2 separate regions of the Mus musculus genome follow, and region 1 is linked to region 2. Evidence: chromatin contacts called from public HiChIP or PLAC-seq data. All regions are on one chromosome and are shown on one strand. The core of a region is the stretch at or near the end of the contact, and the rest is flanking DNA. Distances in the headings are between cores, read along the strand shown.

The links. HiChIP or PLAC-seq counts read pairs in DNA pulled down with a chosen protein or histone mark.
Region 1: a contact with region 2 is called in an H3K27ac HiChIP or PLAC-seq map of large pre-B cells, with 3 times the contacts expected there. The contact joins two enhancer-like sites. A contact is called at or near these places in 1 of 15 datasets of contacts at CTCF or cohesin (the NIH/3T3 cell line), 1 of 484 Hi-C or Micro-C datasets (embryonic stem cells), 4 of 115 datasets of contacts at active chromatin or transcription factors (CD8 T cells, embryonic stem cells, large pre-B cells and 1 more) and 2 of 9 other capture datasets (adipose tissue and embryonic stem cells).

The regions. Positions count from the first base shown.
Region 1 is chr3:68,916,346-68,920,831 of GRCm38.p6, reverse strand. It overlaps Ift80 (intraflagellar transport 80), which reads left to right. Exons shown (of 20, transcript NM_026641.2): 14 at 2,207-2,342; 15 at 2,728-2,875. Among named protein-coding and RNA genes, the nearest start is that of 1110032F04Rik, 49 kb to the right of the region's middle. Within about 2 kb of position 1,686, at least 4 of the 459 cell types and tissues checked have an H3K27ac peak or open chromatin away from gene starts, as enhancers often do.
Region 2 is chr3:68,706,666-68,710,873 of GRCm38.p6, reverse strand. No RefSeq gene overlaps it. Among named protein-coding and RNA genes, the nearest start is that of Il12a, 17 kb to the right of the region's middle. Within about 2 kb of position 1,268, at least 73 of the 459 cell types and tissues checked have an H3K27ac peak or open chromatin away from gene starts, as enhancers often do.

The DNA.
Region 1 (4,486 bases), core at 437-2,936, 210 kb before region 2:
GGTTTGTTGAGGGATTACCTTCTTGCTTTTTCTAGGACGTGGTTTCCATCCTTGTATTGGTTTTTTTTTCTGTTATTATCCTTTGAAGGGCTGGATTCATGGAAAGATAATGTGTGAATTTGGTTCTGTCATGGAATACTTTTGTTTCTCCATCTAAGGTTATTGAAAGTTTGGCTGGGTATAGTATCCTGGGTTGGCATTTGTGTTCTCTTAGTGTCTATATAACATCTGTCCAAGCTCTTCTTGCTTTCATAGTCTCTGGTGAAAAATCTGGTGTAATTCTGATAGGCTTGCCTTTATATGTTACTTGACCCTTTTCCCTTACTGCTTTTAATATTCTATCTTTATTTAGTGCATTTGTTGTTCTGATTATTATGTGTTGGGAGGAATTTCTTTTCTGGTCCAGTCTATTTGGAGTTCTGTAGGCTTCTTGTATGTTCATGGGCATCTTTCTTTAGGTTTGGGAAGTTTTCTTCTATAATTTTGTTGAAGATATTTGCCGGTCATTTGAGTTGAAAATCTTCATTCTCATCTACTCCTATTATCCGTCGGTTTGGTCTTCTCATTGTGTCCTGGATTTCCTGGATGTTTTGAGTTAGGATCTTTTTGTGTTTTGTATTTTCTTTGATTGTTGTGCCGATGTTCTCTATGGAATCTTCTGCACCTGAGATTCTCTCTTCCATCTCTTGTATTCTGTTGCTGATGCTCGCATCTATGGTTCCAGATTTCTTTCCTAGGATTTTTATCTCCAACGTTGCCTCACTTTGGGTTTTCTTTATTGTGTCTACTTCCCTTTTTAGGTCTTGGATGGTTTTATTCAATTCTATCACCTGTTTGGTCGTGTTTTCCTGTAATTCTTTAAGGGATTTTTGTGCTTCCTCTTTAAGATCTTCTTCCAGTTTAGCATTGTTCACCTGTATTTCTTTTAGTGTATTATTAAGGTCCTTCTTGATGTCCTCTACCATCATCATGAGATATTCTTTTAGAATCAGGTCTAGCTTTTCGGGTGTGTTGGGGTGCCCTGGACTGGGCGAGGTGGGAGTGCTGGGTTCTGGTGATGGTGAGTGGTCTTGGTTTCTGTTAGTAAGATTCTTATGTTTACCTTTCGACATCTGATAATCTCTGGAGTTATTTGATTTAGTTGTCTCTGATTAGAGCTTGTTCCTCAGGTGATTCTGTTAGCCTCTATCAGCAGACCTGGGAGACTAGATCTCTCCTCTGAGTTTCAGTAGTTAGAGCACTCTCTGCAGGCAAACTCTCCTCTTACAGGGAAGGTGCACAGATATCTGGCGTTAGGACCTCCCTCCTGGCCGAAGACGAAGGCCCAAAACAGGGCCTGTCCCGAGGCTGAGTTGCTTTGGCCTGCCCCAGAAGCTGTTAGCTTCTGTATTCTACACTCTCACCTGTGCAGAATACTCTCGGCGGGGTCCCGGAACCAAGATGTCTGCTGCAGATGCTCAGGCAAAGTGCTCCCGGGGAAAATTGTAAATTTTAATGTTCTAGAAACAAGAGCTACTCGCACGTGTTTCTAAAGTTTACTTAACAAGTCTTTAAAATACAGGTGTTGGGCAGTCTATTCGGGATACATGTTATAAAGAAGCTTTTCATTAGTGCAGACCTCTCGTGTGCTATTGAGCCCTTCTCCTTTGCTCCTGTCAGCTAAGGACAGGGCACAGATGTTCTCCCTAGAGAGTCAGTGCAGATGCTTTTGATGGTGTTTTGAGGAACCTTGCATTGCCAGTAGAGTAACTACACTTTAGTACTGCTCTTGAATTCTTAGTTATTACTGATTTAAAATTACTGAAGAGAGTAATCCTTTCTGGGAACCTCTCCTATTCCTGAGTTATATCTCACTTTTCTTTGAATCTGTGTCTCATGGGCTTAAAAAATTAATGAAATAAGTTCATGGGGACATTTTGTTATTATGAGTGGGTAATTGACATTTAATTAATTTTGGTTGTTTTGTTCCCTGTGTCTTTTTTTCTTTCTTTCTTCCTGCTCAATACAGGATTTTTCACTGTAGCCCAGCCTGGCCTCATATTCATCGTCCTCTGCCTCTGGCTCCTGAGGGCCAGGAGGATAGGCGTGTGCCACCACAGTTGGTTTAGCCGACCCATAAGGACAGAAATGTGCTGAGAACTAATTAAGTGACCAGATGTTAGGAGCTAAAATGAATTTAATTCTTGCATACTTTTTGAAATTTTAGAATGAAATCTCAGAAATTGCTCTGGATCAAAAAGGACTTACCAATGACAGAAAAATTGCTTTCATTGACAAGAACAGAGATCTCTACATCACCTCTGTGAAACGATTTGGGAAAGAAGAACAGATTATTAAACTTGGTATAATAATTTCCATGTACTTAAATTTGTAATTATTGTCTGTTTTCTTAGATGGTCTGCTGTGTACCTAGCAGCTTTAATGTCTTAATGAGTGAATGAGTTTTAGTCTCACATTTCTTCACAACTTTGTCACTCAATTTCAGTAGCAAATTTGAATTCTGTAGCTAAGTCAGCACTGAAACACCTGCTGATTAAACCCAGAATGGCTCTAGGGAGAACATTCAAGTATTTTCATTTTTCATAGTTTTTACATCTGTACACTTGTTATACGAACAGAAAGTAGAGATATAGCCATTGTATTAATTAGGATCTTGTTTGTCAGCTCATTTTAAAGATAGATTTTAATATCTGTTGATACTAATGGACCACAACTATTATTTTTAAGGAACCATGGTACATACTTTGGCATGGTGTGATACATGCAATATCCTCTGTGGAATTCAAGATACTCGATTCACAGTATGGTATTACCCTAATACCATTTATGTGGACAGAGACATTCTGCCTAAAACATTGTACGAAAGAGATGCAAGGTAATGTCCTGCACCGGATTCCATGTTATAAATAAAGCTCTAATTGTCCTGCTTTTTCATGGATGTTTTTAAAAGTTTAATCAGACACAACTACATTGCTCAGCTAAAGCTGGTTAAGATTTAAGTAATGGACTCAAATTGAAAACAAAATATGAACTATTTACTCATCTTTTACAAATGACTATAATTTCTTAGGTCTGTTTAATGATAGCTCAGTTGAGGTTTTTTCACTGTGATTTAGTGATTTTTTTAACCTGGCAGCATTAAGATTTTGCAGCAAGATATACTTTGTGACAGCTACCCAGCATACACATTTTCATTTACTTTAAGAATCCCAATGGGGTTGGGGAGATGGCTCAGTGGTTAAGAACATTGATTGCTCTTTCAGAGGTCCTGAGTTCAATTCCCAGCAACCAGATAGTGGGTCACAACCATCTGTAATAGGATCCTATGCCCTCTTCTGTTGTGTCTGAAGACAGCTACAGGGTACTCATATAAATAAAATAAATCTTAAAAAAAAAAGAATCCCAACGATGTGTCTCTTCAGTTAGATTTTTGAGTGATGCTGAAAAGCTTTAAAAAACAAACAAACAAACAAAAAACCCAAAAAACAAAAAACAAAAAAAAAAAATCAAGACATGTCAGGAAAATTATTCCTAAATTCATAAGAAACATTTATTCTTCACACAGCAGTAAGTTAGACTCCTTAGGTCTAAGTTTCGCAGTGTATTACGAGTTTATGTTCACAACTGCAACAAAACTAGGGAAATACCAAAATAAAAAGTCTTATTTTTAAAGTATTTATAAAGTAGCCAGATGTGATGGCACACACGTTTGATCCCAGTGCTCAGAAGGAAGAGACAAGAGGGCCTCTGTGAGGTCTGCACAGTGGGCTCTAGGCCTGGCAGGGTCCTGGCAGGACTCAGTCAGTAAAACAAGGAAAGTCAGTATTAACAAAGTCATGGAAAGATCTCTTGTTATCTTCTTATTGTCTTCTTATTTAAACTTCATCTGTTAGTACTAATAGAAAGTAATTTTGGAATTCACTTTTTTTTTGTTAATTATCTATTTGCCCATGTTTTCTAAGCCAATAGCTAAGTTATTTGTTTTCATAATTTAAGGTTCAAGGAAGAAGATGTCAGCTTTCTGTTACTAGAGCAGTAGTTGAGACAAACAGCTTTATTAAAAGAAAAGGGATATTTTGGTGACGGTTTTGAAGGTTCTAGTTCATGGCCAATTGGCCCCCTTCCTTTTAGGTCAATGGCAGTAGAGTGCACATGGCAGCAGGGAGTAGTGGGGCTGGGGTAAGAGAGGGGACGGGGTCCTAGGAGAGTCTCCCTGCAGTGTCCTGCCCCCCAAGCAGGCCTCGCTGGGCTCACCTCTGACAAACCCCTTTGGGGAACAAGCCGTTACCACAGGGTTCCAAGCAGTAACAAAAACTTACTCAGATGCCTGTAGGGGAACAATCAAATATGGAATAGCTTTTGCCGCTTTAGATAGTTAGTGTAGTTTGCTTCAAGTGTACATCTATCTACATGTTATATTGAAATGTTTATTTGGATATTCATTCTGTTTGGAGTTAAATGGTGGGTGTCAATTTTGAAATTATAT
Region 2 (4,208 bases), core at 19-2,518:
AAGGTCACATGGTGTCGGGTGGGGCTACATGCAGATCCCCTCTGGGACAACCAGGTCTTGGGGCTCAATACTAGCATTAGAATACAAGCAGCATCAGGCCAACCTACTATACCCACTCACTTCCTGCAGGCAGATGAGCTTTCCCCCCAGGTTATGAGAACAAGGAGAACTGGCTCCACCACTCATTGGCTACAGTACTCAGAAGAGTGGGTCCTGCAGTAGAGCAGAACAGCTCCTGGTTTTGTAGGTACAGGAGAGCTGGTAGCTGACCAACTCAGCTCCCACCCAGGCCCAGATCCAGGGCTTTGAGTTGGACCATTCCAACATCCACCCCATCTACAAAATACTAGAATACTTGAAAGGCCAGTCCTGCAGATCCAAAGCTGCAGGCTCTCCGTGACACAGGGTAACAACAGGATATCCTAGAGGAGTCTCAGTGAGGATCCATTATTGATAGTATAGCAGAAGCCAGAGGCCTCAAACCAGGCCAGTGACTCATGGCAATGAACATTTGCAAGGAAAGTTGTTTGGGCAGAAGGGTCTACTGTGGGACACACCACAGCTTCCACAGTGAGAGTTATTTATTTATATTCTTTGTTTTATTTTAGGAGGGAGATTGCAAGGCAGATATGAAGGAATGGGGAGATGAGTGGGATTGGGACCCAAGATATGAAATTCACAGGAATCAATAAAAACTTTTTTAAAAAAGAAGCAATGAGCTTTTGGCTGTGTAGGAATGTCTTAAAGGTGGTTAACATGCACTTCTTAAATAAGGAGTTTGTTTTGTTATAAGTGAGTATAAAACTGTGAGGAAATATTAAATGCATCATCTATTCTTATGTAGAACGAAGGCTGAAATGCCCTGAGCAGATATGTAGTTAGTTACCCTGCCTAGGAAGCTGGGGAGAGTGGATTAAGATGGCTTTCGCCCAGCTGGAGCAGGAACATAGCAATACTGATGACATTAGACAGAAGCCACAATATGCACACTGAGATCACTGAATTTGAAGCAAGATGAGGGCAGAGTGCTGTTCTTGCCCAGTATTTTGATAACTGCTTGAAAGATGTCGTCTCTGCCCTGGAAGGTAAGCAGGAAATTATATGAATTAGTAGCTTACATGAAATCAACGTGAGTGTCGGGGAGCAATTTTTAATATGAAAAGTGTTGGCTGTTTGCTTACAAACTTCAGTTCAGAGGATTATGCAAATTCAGTGGTAAGTACGGGGTTACCACCGTTTAATAATGATGACTCATGCCGCAGTTAGAGGAAGGGCTGAAATTCCAGTTCAGGTGACCTAAACAAACGCTTACTTGTCTTCAAAGCCTCTGTCCCCATCTGCTCCAGGAGTGCAACATCCACTCAGACACAGGTGCTTGTCAAATTCTAGGCCGGAGACAAGTCTTAGTAAAAGGAAGATGAAGGCTGTCTGCAACTAGAGACCCAGCCAGTATAGACTGAGCCCGCCCATCTCCAGGCACTGAAGCAGTGCTCAGGGAGGCCACTGGGTGGCACCAGTGAAGCTTGCCCACACTGTAACAGAACACGGGAAACCAGTAAGGGCCACAATTGTCTGGACTCAAGCCAGACCATAGGGTTCATTCCTCTGTTTTTAAGATCCTCTCTCTCTGTCTCTCTGTGAGTCTCTGTCTCTGTTCCTTTTTCTCTCACTCTTTCTCTTGGTCACATTGCTACACTTGAGCTCAAAACAATTCAAACCTTTGATTATTTATAGTTTATATGATCAGAGCACCAAGTTGCTTCTCAGGGAACTCTACTTACACATTTTCTACTCTAAAAATGCAGACGTGTATAATTGTGCCGTTAGGGTACACTAGAAGTCCAAGCAGGTTTCAGGCCAGCGAGGTTACTCTGGAGGTTTTTGAGGTGACAGAGTTTAGAGTCACCTAGGAGACACACTTTGGCTGTGCCTGTGAAGGTGCTTCCCCTGGGGTTTAAGATGTGCTCAGCATCACCTCGATGGCTTTATTCGGTTGGGAAAGGAGAGATCTGAGCCCCAGGCTCCATCTCTCTCAGGTCCCTTACTGCCAACTATGCAGTACATAGAACTACAGAAGTTCACACAGAACTTCTTACACGGCTGTGTCATGCCCACCATGACAGACTGTTCCCCTGTATTCTGAAACTGTGATCCCCCTCACCCCAAATAATCCCTTCGCTCCTTAAATTGCATCTTGTCAGATATTTTCTCATAAGAAGAAAAGTAACAAAGTCAGAGCAATTGCCCAGCATGTTGGAAGAAGCAATCCCCAGAAACGGGAGTAGGGTGGGGGTGGGGGTGGGGGTGGGGGTGGGGGTGGGGGAACAAGCAAGCAAGTAACCAACCAACCAACCAACCAATCAAGCAACCAAACATCAAATGACTTCATTTCAGAATGCCATTCCAGGCCGGGCTGGTCTACTTCCTGAAAAGCCAAGCTCTTTTCCAGGACATCTCTGGAGGTCTGCTGCCCTCTGGCGTTTTCTCTGGAGAAATTCAAGCATCTTCTCAGAGGACCTTCGCGTATCATTCCCTCCCCCTGCTCTGGTAAAACTGCAAGGTCTGATTCTCAATTCAGGGTCATTTACTTTGGGAAGCGGGCGAATGTATAGCAGAGATACGTTTAGTTGAGGCACAACCAAGAAGACCGTATCTGATCTTTGTTTCTCTGTCTCTGGCCTGCCTCTGCCTCCCAGGGATGGAACAAGTGTCTTATCATTCAAGGATTCTCTCAGGAGAACAATGGATCCCACGAGGAGTTGGGAAGGTGTGTGGGGAGGAGGGTGGTGGATGTGGCCCCCTCCAGGGATTTTGTTGATGGAAATTAACATAATAGATATGTTTATTCAACTGTTTTAAAAAGAATCCACAAATTGTAGATGGAGAGAAATCACCCTTTAACCATGGTTACTGTTTTCTTTGCACTGTTATTTACTTACAAGTTATTGGGGGTGGGGGTAGAGTGGGGGGCGGGGGTAGGAAGTCAAAATCAGGGTCCTGTGTTTGCTACCTAAGTGATGTACTATTACGTTTCACTATCAATTCTATGAGTCACTTTTTAACTGTTTTATTTTGAAATTGTGTGTGTGTGTGTGTGTGTGTGTGTGTGTGTGTGTGTATGCAGGTGAATGTATGGCCAATGGAGTTCAGAAGAGGGCATCTCCTAGAGATACAGGTGACTGTGAGCCACCTGATGTGGGTACTGGGAACAGAACGTGTGTCCTCTGAAAGAGTAGTATAACTTTTTCACTTTTTAAAGCATCCTATTCTGCTCTTGCTGTCATCTTGGTTCTGTGGGCAGCAGGTGGTTTTGAACCCAGCTCTCTGGTGCCTGGACTGAGGCTCGGCGGATGTAGTCCAGGTAGAGAGGCTCACACAGATATTGTCACTGGTTTGGGACAACTGTATGTCCCTCCTTGTTCTTTTATTAGAAGAGTGAGCAGAGCCTCTCAGTTTCTGAGATGTTTTTATTTAAACCAAATATTTTACTATTAATTCCTGATCAGATGAGGAGGGGGACTCTTCTGTATCCTGAGCTTGCTGGGTTATATTGGTGCTTGGGTTCACAGGAAGCTTCCTCTTCACGTCTTCATGTAGAAGCATATTTCATGACACTCTCTAAGGACCCCTGTTTGATGATTGTGTCCCTATGAGAATGGTGGGGCTGGACATTTGCCCATGGTCTGGAGTTCCTGGGGTAGAGCAGTTGGTGCCTGCTGAAAGGCTTAACCCCAGGTTAGGGGACCTGAGATGCAGTGCTGGGATGGAGATTTCAGACATTTCCAGGCCTCCCTGATACACAGGTCTGAGGAGTTCTGACGATGGCTTTCCAGTTTCTGACGCTGTTGGGAGGCCCTGGGTGAATTCTGACTGCTGGCCAGACTTGCAGTTGTGCCCTGGAGTCCATAGATGGAGTTCTGTTCATTTTTGCCCCGTGTTGATGGACATTCCTTGGTTAGAGTTCCTTGAGCCAGTCACCCACCTTCATCCTGCATTAGCCCATTCACAGCCGGCTCCTGTCTCAGAAGGGCTGAACCCATTTGCTACAAGCTTGATTTTCAGCTGAGAAGACACTCCTTGCATTTATAGCAACATTAGTCTCCTCAGGCAAGCTTGGAAAGCTAAAAAGTAAAAGGTAAAAAGCCAAAAGGTTCTGTTACAGAAATAAGGACACGAGTGGCTTGAATCAATTCTGGGAGTTTTTGTCT